2 separate regions of the Sus scrofa genome follow, and region 2 is linked to region 1. Evidence: chromatin contacts called from public Hi-C data. All regions are on one chromosome and are shown on one strand. The core of a region is the stretch at or near the end of the contact, and the rest is flanking DNA. Distances in the headings are between cores, read along the strand shown.

Region 1 (6,538 bases), core at 1,521-4,020:
ATATTGTTTTAACTTTGCATAGTGACAGATGGAAACAAGACTTAACGTAGTCATAATTTCATAATGTATAAAAATATCTATTTATTATACTGTACAACTGAAACTAATATAAGTCAATTAAACTTGGGAGGGGGGGGGAGTTTCCACTATGGCACAGCAGGCCATTGCCGAAGCTGCGGCTTAGATTTGATCCCTGGCCCCGGAAGTTTCAGATGCCACAGGTGCAGCCACAGGATCAATTCTGAATCCTCTGCTTCACTCTCATTGTTACAGACTGAATGTTTACGTTCCCCCCAAACTCACAGCTGACAGACTGCCTCCCAAGCTCATGGTATTACAAACTGGTGGGAAGAAACGTGGATCAGATGTGGTCATGACGGTAAACTCCACATGAATGGAATTATGCAGGCTTATAAATGTAAAAAGCTTGTTCCTTTCTCCACCAGGTAAGGACACAGTGAGCAGACGGTGTCTATGAACCAGGAAGCAGGCTCACAGGAAACACATGATGTAACCATGTAGTCCTAATCTTGGGACTTCTAGCTTCCAGAACTGTAAGAAATAAACTTCTGGTGGGTTTGGGTCTTCTTCTTGTTGTTTTTTGTTTTGTCTTTTTATTTTTTTGGATTTTTTTTTTTTTTTTTTTTTTTGCCTTTTCTAGGGCCACTCCCATGGCATATGGAGGTTCCCAGGCTAGGGGTCGAATCGGAGCTACAGCCACCGGCCTATGGAAGAGCCACATCAACTCGGGATCCGAGGCACGTCTTCGACCTACACCACAGCTCACGGCAACGTCGGATCCCTAACCCAGTGAGCGAGGCCAAGGATCAACCCACAACCTCATCATTCCTAGTCGGATCTGTTAACCACTGAGCCACAATGGGAACTCCTGTTTTGTCTTTTTAGGACCACACCCATAGCACGTGGAAGTTCGAAGCCTAGGGGTCAAATCGGAGCCGCAGCTGCTGGTGTACACCACAGCCACAGCAACGCCAGATCCGACCCATGTCTGCAACCTACACCAGAGCTCACGGTAACACTGGATCCTTAACCCACTGATCGAGGCCAAGGATCGATCCTGCATCCTCGTGGATATTAGTTGGGTTCTTAACCTGCTGAGCCACAACAGGAATTCCCTTCTGGTGTTTTTAAGTCACCTAGTTTATGGTATTTTATAATGGGAACACAAGCAGACCAAGACACTTTCCTTCCACAGTAGGAAATCTAGTTAACCCTTAACAGAAACACATCCAGAATGCAGCCACTTCTGAGCCACCACTCTGTCCCATGAGCCCTTAAGTGGACTACTGTAAAAACCTCCACCCCAGTTTTCCCTCCTCTTCCCTCAGCCTTACCATCTCTTCTCCACTCTGCAACCCGATGGAGCCTGTTGAGACCTAGGTAAGATCATTCCCCTCCTCTGATCTAAACTTCCCATCAACTCCAGAATGGATACGCAACTTCTCAGGCTGCCATTCCAGTTCTGAGTCACGTCCTCCTGCTCCTTTGCTCTTACAAGAAAGAAGACCTTAATGATTCCAGCTGAGCTTTACCTCTGAGCATTTTTCCCTCCCTGGTACTGGGATAAACTTTCCACACTTGTCTACATCAGGTGCCAGAAATGGAAATACCTCCATATAATCCTTGGTACTGACCCGAGCCCCTGGGCTTGAGGTTTCTGCAGAGTCCCCAGATCGAAGGTCTAGAGGAATGAAATGTAAAAAATTCCAGGACACCATAATACAGAGAGTATGTGGGTGAGGGTAGGGAACAGTAAGAGCAGGAAACACCCAACACATACCTATGCAGGTTCCATAAGCACTTCCGCAGCCACGTTTTGAGAGACAGATGACGGATAGTGACAACCATATATTCACACCGCGTTTCAACGGCCTCAGGCCCCTGGGTACCCATGCCTGGCCCGTGAGCCTAGTGAACTAGGGCTGGATGTCTACCTCCTGTGCCTCCATGTCTCACCTTACCAGCTCTGGGTACCTAAACAAAGATCCAACCTCCTGTGCCCCAACGTCTTCATTCCCCTCCTTCAGTCTGTTCCTCCGTTACAGAACCTTTGGAAAACTTAAAAACTTACTGCAGTTCGCGTGCTTCCTTGGTTTAAAAATTCTCCATAGCTCTCAAGAGTCCTGGGAACATAAGTAGTACCCTCAGCCGGCTAGTCCAGGCGAGACTCCGCCTCAAACTTTTCCCCAGCCGGGCACAGCGGACCCCAGGTTTTCCGAGTTCTCACGGCTCAGTCCCAACTCCGAGCCTTGGCACATGCTGGTTCCTGGGCCCGTAACCCTCTCGCACATCTAATCACACTCCCGGTAGTGAAGTTAAACAGGAAAACTCAAGGGTTACATTTATTCGCAGCCGCTGTCAGAAACGCCGAACCGTCCTGGACACCGAGGCCTTGGCTGCGGGAACGAGAACACTCGGGGCTTTAGCGTTTCCTGGGGTGAGGGCCGGCAGGACACGCTTACCTGAACCGGGTCCATCGGCGCGGCCGCCGCCATCCAGGCCTGTGGACGGAACGGGGCAGGAAGAGGGCCGGCGGTCCTTAAACCGGCCCGGGTGCGTATCATCTCGCGCGACGCCGCGGCCGAGCCTCACACTCGCCTTTGTGCAGCTGGAACAAAGACGCCTCTGACCCTTCCTCGGTCCTGTGCTGGCCGCCCCGACTCAGCGCTCCCGAACTTCTGTAGGGATGAACACACCCGAGCAGCCAAAATGACCGCCCGGAGGAGGACGCCGGAAGTCCCGCCCACGCGAGTGACACGCACGGAATCGCCTCTATTCTGAGCCTTCATTGGCTCAGTGAGGCTGCCGATCGACGCCGAGCACTCTGGGCCACGTAGTTCTCACGCCAGGGCTACGGCGCTCCCACAGGGCCACTATGCAATAATCTTGGACCCGCGAGAGGCGCTGGGAAATGGAGTCTCCCGGGCCCAGGATTTAGAAGGGGAAATTGTCCATTCTTAAAGGCGCAGAGTTCAGTTTTCTGAGGGACTGTTGTGCTGCCTGCAGATGTTCAACCTTGTTTGAGAGGTTTAGTTCACACTCTGTGAAGTTCATCGTGCTCCCTGAGACCAAACATATCTTTTTGGATGCTCCAGAGGACACACATCCAAACGCACATATCATACCTAGTGATTGAGAAACAATATGTGGCCATTGGTAGGAGAAGCTAATGAAGACTTCATAGTAGGAGGTATGACACGGGTATGAGATTAAGAAATACAAACTACTGTTCTTAACAAACCAAAATTGGGTTGGAACACCTGACTCAGCAAATCCAATCTATCATGGTGAAGACACCGAGTAAGGGCAGCCAATTAAGCCAACCGTGCTCTTTTCTCTATGAGGCCCCGGTGTGCAAAGGCTGCAAAAAACAGCCTCCTTGGTAGTGTATTCAGCCTGTTGCCTGTACAGGTTGCCCTAAGGGATCTTGGGGACAGCCCTTTCCAATGGACATTCATGACTGGCATGCTGTCCCAATCTAGGCTCCAGACAGGCATGCACAGTGCCTTTGGAAAGCCCCAGGGCACGGTGGCCAGAGTCCACATTGGCCAAGTCATAATGTCCATCCACATCAAGCTGCAGCATAAGGAGCATGTGATTGAGGCACTGTGCAGAGCCAAGTTCAAGTTCCCTGGCCACCAAAAGATCCACATCTCTAAGGAGTGGGTATTTACTAAGCCAATGCAGATGAATTTGAAAATATGGTGGCAGAAAATCTCTGTGGGGTCAAATACATCCCTAATCGCAGCCCCCCGGGGCAAATTCCAGGCCCTGCACTCATGAGATCCTTGGTGGCATTGTCCCCTCCTTAACGCTCAACAATAAATCCTACTTTCCTATAAAAAAAAAAAAAAGACACCGAGTAAGGAGACTAGGCAGCTCATACTCAAAAGACATGAACTCGGAGTTCCCTTCAAGTTGCCACGAAACAAATATGACCAATATTCATGAGCATGCAGTTTCCATCCCTGGCCTCAATCAGTGGGTTAAGGATCTAGCGTTGCTTTGAGCTATAGTGTAGGTCGTCACCGCGGCTTGGATCTGGCATTGCTGTGGCTGTAGTGTAGGCCACTGGCTACAGTTCCAATTCAACCCCTAGCCTGGGAACCTCCATGTACTGTGGGTTTGGCCCTAAAACGGAAAAAAAAAAAAAAATCAAAAGACTTGAACTCCCCAGAGTGGCTTTCAAGGAAGGATTTTCTTCCTTCCTTCCTTTTTCTTTTTTCTTTCTTTCTTTCTTTTTTTTTTTTTTGGCCACACCCTCATCATCCTGGACCATGGATCAAACCTGCACCACAGTAGTGAATTAAGCTACAGCATTGACAACAGCAGACCCTTAATCCCGCTGCAGCAGCACAAGCCACAAGGGAACTCCTCAAGAGACGATTTTTAAAGACCAGGTGGCAGGATGGGTGATCAGCTTGTGCAAAATTCTCTGATTGATGATGAGATAACAGGATGATACTTTGAGATTCTCAACTATCAGTTTTCTGACTCCAGTCTGGGGTATAAATGCTAGTTATCTGCATGCAGCTTTTTTTTTTCCTCCTCTCTCTCTTTGTAGGGCAGCACCTGTTGTAGGAATCTCATACAGAGACAGGACACCAAGGCTTTTTGCCAGGGAACAGGGTTTATTTGTGCCCACACTGGCTCAGTTGGATTCACATCCAAAGGCTGAGTCCTGAACACAGTGGGGTTCTGTCTGATATACCCTCTGTTATTTTTTCTTTGACACTTTGGTTCCTTTGTCCCCCTTATAAGGTAACATGCATTCTGTAAATTCTGGTTGGATGGTCTATGCTACAGAGTTGCACATGGACAGTGATTATGTCTTGCTGCTGCAGAGTTACGCATGCAGACACAGACGCTGGTTATGTCACATTTCCTTCCCTTTGTTCTGGGAGGGCCCTTACCGCACACCCATGGCATATGGAAGTTCCCAGGCCAGGGGTCGAATTGGAGTGGCAGCTGTTGGCCCATGCCACAGCCACAGCAACCGAGATCTGAGCTGTGTGTTTGACCTGTGCCAAAGCTTGCAGGAATGCCAGACCCTCAACCCACTAGGAGAGGCAAGGGATTGAACTCTCTAGTTCTCATGGACACTAGCTGGGTTCATTACAGCTAAGCTGCAACAGAAACTCCCAGCATGCACCTTTAGCATCTGCAACAATTAAAGGATATGGCTGAGGCTTTGAGGAAGAACTAAATGTCTTTAGCTTTGAAAAGAAATGTCTTTAGCTTTGTCTTTGGCCAAAACTATTACTAAGTTGTCTTACTGCTTTCTTTTGCTTCTGCATTTTCTCACTTGTGCCTTTTTGCTCTTTGGAACTGGGAGAAGACCTAGGAGGCTAATGCTTCTCTATAAAAAGTCAGGGGACAAAGCAGTTGGAGGTGTCCGTCCTTGGGAAGGCCCCACAGGGTCTTGCTCTGTTTCACTATTAATAAAATAGTGACATTCCTTTGGGGTGCAGTGAGTTAAGGATTTGGTGTTATCACTAGAGGCTGGGGTCACTGCTGTAGCTGGAATTTGATCATTGGCCCAGGAACTTCCCCATCCTGCGGGTGTAGCCAAAAAGAAAAAAAATAAAATAGATCAGCAACTAGGATAAATCGTACAGCACAGGGAAATATAGCCATTGTGTGTAATGCCAGAGCCTTAACTCACTGTGCCACAAGGAAACCTCTATAACAACTGTAAATGCAGTATACTCTATAAAAGTATTGAATCACTGTTCTACATGTGAAACTAATGTGATATTGTAAAACAACCATACTGAAATAAAAATCAGTAAATAATAAAAATAAACATTTCCATGTTTCAAATGAAATCTATACACTTTGAAGTGTTAGAGTCAGTTTTTTGAAGGTCTTTTTTTTTTTTTTTTTTTTTTTTTGGTCTATTCTAGGGCCACACCCGTGGCATATGGAGGTTCCCAGGCCAGGGGTCTAAGCAGAACTGTAGCCGCCGGCCTACGCCACAGCCATAGCAATGCAGGATCCGAGCCAAGTCTGTGACCTTTCACAACTCACAGTAATGCCGAATCCTTAACACACCGAGCAAGGCCAGGGATCGAACCTGCAATGTCATGGTTCCTAGTTGGGTTTGTTAACCACTGAGCCAGGACAGGAACTCCCAGAGTCAGTTTTAATAGTCTCTGTACCTTTGGTCAGGGAAAAGAAAAAAGACACTCAAGATGGGCCATGACAGGAGTTCCCATGGTGGCTCAGTGATAACAAACCTGACTAGTAGCCATGAGGATGCGAGTTAGATCCCTGACTGCACTCAGTGGGTTAAGGATCTGGTGTGGCTGTGAGCTGCGGTGGAGGTCGCAGGCGGGGATTGGATCTGGCGTTGCTGTGGCTGTGGCACATGCTGGCACCTGCAGCTCCAATTCCACATTTAACCTGGGAACTTCCATTTGCCGCGGGTGCGGCCCTGAAAAAAAACACAAAAGACAAAAGACAAAAAAAAAAAAAAAAAAAGATGGGCCATGAGAGGACAGATAGTAGAGGGATG
Region 2 (6,538 bases), core at 1,395-3,894, 150 kb after region 1:
AAAAAATAAACATAAACCTAAAGCCTAAAAATAAATTTTAAATAAATAAATAAATAAATAGATAAACGATGCTGCTTTGGGAAAAACAATAGGAATATCAACAAAGTAATTTTTTTCTGTCTTTTTGTCTTTTCTAAGCCCTCCTGCGGCATATGGAGGTTCCCAGGCTAGGGGTCCAATTGGAGCTACAGCTGCCAGCCTACGCCACAGCCACAGCCACACCAACTCAGGATCCGAGGTGCTTCTGCGATCTACACTACAGCTCACTGCAACACCAAATCCTTAACCCACTGAGCAAGGCCAGGAATCAAACCCGCAACCTCATGGTTCCTAGTCAGATTCGTTAACCACTGTGCCACCATGGGACCTCCAAGAAAGTAATTTTAATGTAAGTGCCCCAAGGGAAATGAATATTCAGACATCCAGGTTTATATAGGGTCTGTGAATACATTCAGTCAGTTGTAGGACATTGGCAGTCTTGTTCCCGGAAACAATTTTATGTGCTCTTCATTTCCTCTAGCACTTATATTCATATCTGGTCTCTCTCTGAGGATTAGCTTTAGAGAAGAAGTGTTTTTCAACTTGACAGGTTTTCCGAGCCGACACTCAGTAGTATATTTTCCTTAAGTGAATGTACAAAGAATAATGTTTGCCATTAAAAAAAAATACCTGTTTGAATTGTTATTATGGTTAAACACATACGCCTTAGAATAGATATCATGAACGTTAATAAATGGAGATAAAGGAATGGTCCTTTTGTAATCTATGCTGAAGATCCCTCAGTCTCCTTTTTATCTGAGATAGAATAGAGAATTCCCACAATATCCTAAAATGTCTTCATGGTTCCTACAAGGACATTTTCTACAAAGACTTCTTTGGGCTAATTCATCACAGTTTACCTGGAAACATACATTTTCACAGGCTTTTCCTTAATGCAGCATTATAAATTGAGTTCCCATATATAAGTTCCCATCATGGCTCAGTGGTTAACAAACCCCACTAGTGTCCATGAGGACTCGGGTTTGATCCCTGGCCTTGCTTATTGGTTTAATAAGGATCTGGCATTGCTGTGGCTGTGGTGTAGGCCAGTAACTACAGCTCTGACTTGACCCCTAGCCTGGGAACCTCCATATGCCGTGGGTGCTGCCCTAAAAAGACAAGAGACAAAAAAAAAATATATATATATATATATATATAAAATAAATAAATTGACCACTTAAAGCAGATTAAAGTGGCATTGAATTCATGTTCATTATAGTTTGGAGAACCAAGGCAATGAGACAGCGTGTACTCATTTCATATGCATTCAGGCACAAAATGATGGCTTTGAATCCAGGATGCCTTTCTTGATTTCCTTCTGAGCCTACTATTTATTATTTATTTTTGCTTTCTAGGTCTGCTCCTGCGGCATATGGTGGGTCCTATGGTAGGGGTCCAATAGGAGCTACAGCTGCTGGCCTACGCCACAGCCACAGCAACACTGGTTCTGAGCTGCATCTGAGACCTACACCACAGGTAATGGCAATGTCGAATCCTTAACCCACTGAGCGAGGCCAGGGATCAAATCCACACCCTCATGGATACTAGTCGGGTTTTTTACCACTGAGCCACAACGGGAACTCCCCATAATAAAATAATAATAATAATTGTTATTATTTTTATTATTATTTCCTTTTTAGGGCCACACTCACAACATATGGAGGTTCCCAGGCTAGGGGTCCAATAGGAGCTACAGCTGCTGGCCTACACCACAGCCACAGCAACGCCAGATCCGAGCCACATCTGAGACCCATACCACCGGTCACTGCAATGGCAGATCCTGAACCCACCGAATGAGGCCAGGGATCGAAACCGCAACCTCATGGTTCCTTGTTGGATTCATTTCAGCTGCACCACAACGGGAAGTCCCAGAATCCTTACATTTTAGAAAGACATTTTGGAGAGTTTATACATTAAAATATAGGACGTCTGAGACTATGGATAAAATGGTATACTGAAATGCATGGGGTAGATTAAATAAGACCAAACATAAAATGAAAAATAATGATGGAGTACTGCAAAACACTGCAGCCATTGTCTCATACAAAAATGCCATTTGTTTTGCTGTTCTTGTTTTGAGATTGAGGTCAGATTCAGAAAGGAATTGAATATATGTCAGGATAGAAGTATGATATACTAAAGTTGATAAACGTTTTGCTCAATGTATTGAACAATGTATTGTCAGAGACCCATCTTTGTACTCCTTCAAGGTGGCCCAACAGCCTTCTTCGATTTTCATTATCACTACATTTTCTGAGGTTTTTATTTGTCTTTACCAAACATACTCAGACAGTATTGTTTATTAGCTGCAATTTCCAATGGCTTCGTTATGTGTCTAAATGATTCTTCAATGGTATGTACATTTGGGTTGACGGATTTGAGGGCATCTCAGAAGGTACTCGTTTGTTTGTTTGTTTATTTATTTATTTATTTTTGTCTTTTTGACTTTTCTAGGTCCGCTCCCGCAGCATATGTAGGTTCCCAGGCTAGGGGTCAAATCGGAGCTGTAGCCACCAGCCTACGCCAAAGCCACAGCAACGCGGGATCTGAGCCGCGAATGCGACCTACACCACAGCTCACGGCAACGCCGGATCCCCAACCCACTGGGCAAGGCCAGGGACCAAACCCGCAACCTCATGGTTCCTAGTCGGATTCGTTAATCACTGTGCCACGACGGGAACTCCAGAAGGTCCTCTTTTAGATCTTGAGAACACGCTGAGAGCTTCAAAGAGTCTGAAATGCTATGTCCAAACACTTGGGTCATTAGTTACAGATAACAGTCCTCAAACATCTGAGCGCACCCTCTTTAGGAAGAAGCCACGCCCCTCCTCAGTCTTTGGAATAGCGTTCCCAGCAACCCTCCAGGTACAGCGTCCCCTTTTCTCCAGGTTATCTGAGATGGAACATCGTGGACTACGCGTGCAGATCTGGGGAAAATACATTACCCAGAAGGCTGTGCGATGGGTGGCTGAGTCGATCAGCCAATTAGGTTAACTGAAGTTGCGTTTCCGTGTGAGCCAACAGCGTCAGGGCGGGACTTCCGGCATCCACGTTGTGGGCGTCATTTTGAATATGCTCGAGCTTTTTCACAATTCAAAGGCTTCGGGTACCGGTGCCGGTAAGAGGTGACGAGGCCTTTAAAGTCCGAGAGGAGGCACAGCTCGGGCGGCAAAGAGGCGGGTCTGAGGTTCTGCGACGCCGCCCGGAGCGTCCCACACCCGCGTGGGATACCGACTGCGGTGCCCGCGCCCCTCCTCTCCCGCTGCTCCCGGCTCAGCTCCGCCCACAGAGCCCGATGGCGGCGACGGTGCTGTGGGACCCGCCTCAGGTAAATACTCGTCCTCAGGCCTTCCCCGCCCTCACCCCAACAGACACTGAAGCCCCGAGTGCGGGGCGCCTGCTCCCGTGCCTGCAGCACAGACCCCAGTGTCCAGAAAAACGAAGCGGTCGTGGATGGGGCCCTATTTCTGATGGACAGTGTGATGTCGCGTGGGAAAGGTTATAGGTTGGGGGACCCGCAGGTGCAAAGACTTGGAGGTCGGGTTGAGCCGGGACAGGGGTATAGCGATTCTCCTTTCTGCTAGGAGCAAGATGCAGCGGGGCCAGAGTCAGGCCTGCAGTGTTGCTGCATGAAAAGTTGGTCACCTATCACACAGGGATTTGAGGCTTGGATTGCAGTTGGGATGTGGTCTTACCCAGCCCCTCAACAGGCTCCCTCTGGCTTGCAGGGAAGAGAACAAACTATGGGGTAAGGGAAGAGTCAGGAAACATAGGAAAATGTAATTGCAAGTAGCTTGGGTGAATGTTGATCAAATAGAACGTGCAAGAAGTGGTTGAATTCTCCTACTATACAGCACAGGGAACTATGTCCAATCTCTTGGGGTAGAACATGATGGAAGATGATGTGAGAAAAAGAATATATATATATGTATGAATGTATGACTGGGTCACTTTGCTGCACAGCAGAAATTGACACAATACTCTAAGTTATAATAAAAAAATTTTTTTAAAGAAGTGGTTAGATTCTGGATCCATTTTTGGAGATGAGCCAAGCCAAGGTGTGGGTGTTGCTGGTAATAAGAGAAAGGAAGTAGTGAGGGACAACCCTCAGGTTTTTGGTCCTAGTGAATGAAGGAATGGAAGACCCATCAACTGGATGGAGATGTTAGTAGCAGGTTAATTTTCCTTAGACATATCGTGTTTGTTTGGGGTCTGTTAAGAGTCTGAGATGTTTCCGAGAAGAGTGTAGACAACAAATGGGCAGCAGGACAGGCAGCTCTGGAAAACTGAGGAAGGCCTTCAGGATGGAGACTTTCAAAGGTGATGGCTACTGGGTGGGTCAGGGTGAACCTGTGGATCCACATTTAGGAGGGGAATGAGGGTCTAGTGGCAGTGCTATTGGTAGGTCAGAAAGACTGGGGTGTGCTCTAAGGAGTGGTTCTCTTGCTGTGTGCCTGGTTGGGTTTACTGGGCATTGGGGGAGAAGTGACAGTGGGAATGGTGTGGGAGAGGTTGACCTGGCAGGCAGCCAAGGCTTCCATGGGATGAATGGACAAGAGGTAGCTGAGGAGACCTAGGAGGAATTGAGACAAGGTGGTAGTGGGGCTGGGCTGCTGCTTATTTAGTAATATATGGCTTCTCCAGAATTTTGTGGTGAGCTTCGACAGGTTCTGGGATGTTTAGTTTTGCCTGTGGATAAAGTTTGGGGAAATGTCATTTGTGAGTCACTATTCCTGACAGAGATTTGTATTTATTTTTAAAGGGCTGCACCCATGGTATATGTAAGTTCCTGGGCTAGGAGTCCAATTGGAGCTGCCACCTGCTGGCCTACACTGTGGCTCACAGCAATGCCAGGTCCTTAACCCGCTGAACGAGGCCAGGGATCAAACCTCATGGATACTAGTCAGGTTAATTTCCACTGAGCCACACAGGAACTCCTGGGGAGATCTGTAGGGCTGGATTTTTTTTAATTTTTAAAAAAATTTTTTAAGTGCAGCATGTACAGCATATGGAAGTTCACAGGCCAGGAGTTGGATCAGAGCTGCAGCTGCCAACTTACACCATGGGCACAGCAACATGGGATCCGAGCTGCGTCTGCGACCTATACCACAGCTCATGGCAACACCCGATCCCTGACTCACTGAGTGAGGTCAGGGATTGAACCGGCACCCTCATGGATACTAGTTGGATTCGTTTCTGCTGTGCCACAACAGGAACTCCAGGGCTGGGTCTTTTACAAAGGTTGAGTAGAGAGGAGTGGAGAGAGGAGTGTTGTGGCTGTTGAAAAGACAAAACTGAAGAGTTGTCGCAATCAGAAAGTCATGCCTGGTTCTGGGTGGCTAATATTGAAGCCAGAATTAGAGGCAGGTGGGAGGTCTTCTAAGTAGCATTTGAGGCTTGCTCTTGTGTTTAGTTCATCAGAGGACTGTTGTTGTACCAAATCTCATTTTAGTTTCTCAGGTGTTCTCTGAATCCCTAGTTCTCTGAACTCCCTATGGTTATGTTCAGGGAGTTTCCTGTGGTGTGTTGCAGGGAGGTGGCAGCGCTGTGGAGATGCAGTTGTAGGGTCTGAAACTTTGAAGGAAACGTGGTCTACAGAATGATGTGCACGTCGAGAGAAAGTATGATCTGATGGCCTCGGGGCCCTGGTGAAGATTCATAGATGAAGCATTAACTTACCTATGGTTGTGTCTGCATTCCAAACATTTGGGCAACCCCAGGGGAATTGTTTGGCTGGAGGGGCGGGACATTGCAGGCCAAGCCCAGAGCTTAGATGGCATCTGTGTTTCCCGCTCTCAGTTATTACTGAGGGCTGAACACAGTGATTAATGTGATGGTGAAGAGAGAGCAGGCATCAAATAACTTTTTTTTTTTTTTTTTTGACTGCACCTGCAGCATGTGGAACCAGGAGCTGGTATCTCCTCCAAGGTGGGGGGCTCTGGTGAAGGGTGGGAATGGCATAGATGTGTGGCAAGATGCATTGTGGGTTCTCAGAGAATGTTCAAGGTTTCTTCTGTCCCCTACATGATAGGGTGGTGTGAACTTTGAGGACATTGCTGTGTACTTTTCCTGGGAGGAATGGAGGCTCCTTGATGAGGCTCAGAGACGCCTATACCTCGATGTGATGCTGGACAACTATGCACTTATATCCTCCCTGGGTAAGATGTTCACCTCCCCAGTGACTTGGTCCAGGCTTTGTATCCTGCCTCACCCCAGAAGATGTTCTGTCTGTTTTGCACGTGGTGTAGACCCTGCTTGCTTCCCTGGTTTTCTGGGTAGTTGTAGTTAGAAGGCTGGGGTGTTTGCACTGCCTTCTTTTCTCCTCTACAGCCCTAGTACCTGCTACACTGAACCCTCAAAGGGAAAGATTCGAGGTCACTCATCGTGCAGTAAGGCTAATGATTGCAGCTTGCTTGCCCCTTCCCTGGGTGGGTCAGTGTGTTCAGATCCATGCAATTTCTGTGGCCCTTCCTTTAGCTGACATTTCCTGTGCCTGTTG

Evidence for each region. Hi-C and Micro-C count contacts between places; a contact is called where the count stands out from the background.
Region 2: a contact with region 1 is called in a Hi-C map of skeletal muscle, with 5 times the contacts expected there. The contact joins the promoter of LOC100516085 here to the promoter of LOC100514656 in region 1. A contact is called at or near these places in 3 of 47 Hi-C or Micro-C datasets (heart right ventricle and skeletal muscle) and 1 of 2 datasets of contacts at active chromatin or transcription factors (alveolar macrophages).

The regions. Positions count from the first base shown.
Region 1 is chr6:62,414,330-62,420,867 of Sscrofa11.1, forward strand. LOC100514656 (zinc finger protein 551) reads right to left here and starts at 2,771. Exons shown (of 5, transcript XM_021095151.1): 1 at 2,484-2,771.
Region 2 is chr6:62,567,002-62,573,539 of Sscrofa11.1, forward strand. LOC100516085 (zinc finger protein 256) reads left to right here and starts at 2,645. Exons shown (of 3, transcript XM_013998882.2): 1 at 2,645-3,367; 2 at 6,071-6,197. The coding sequence starts at 3,335.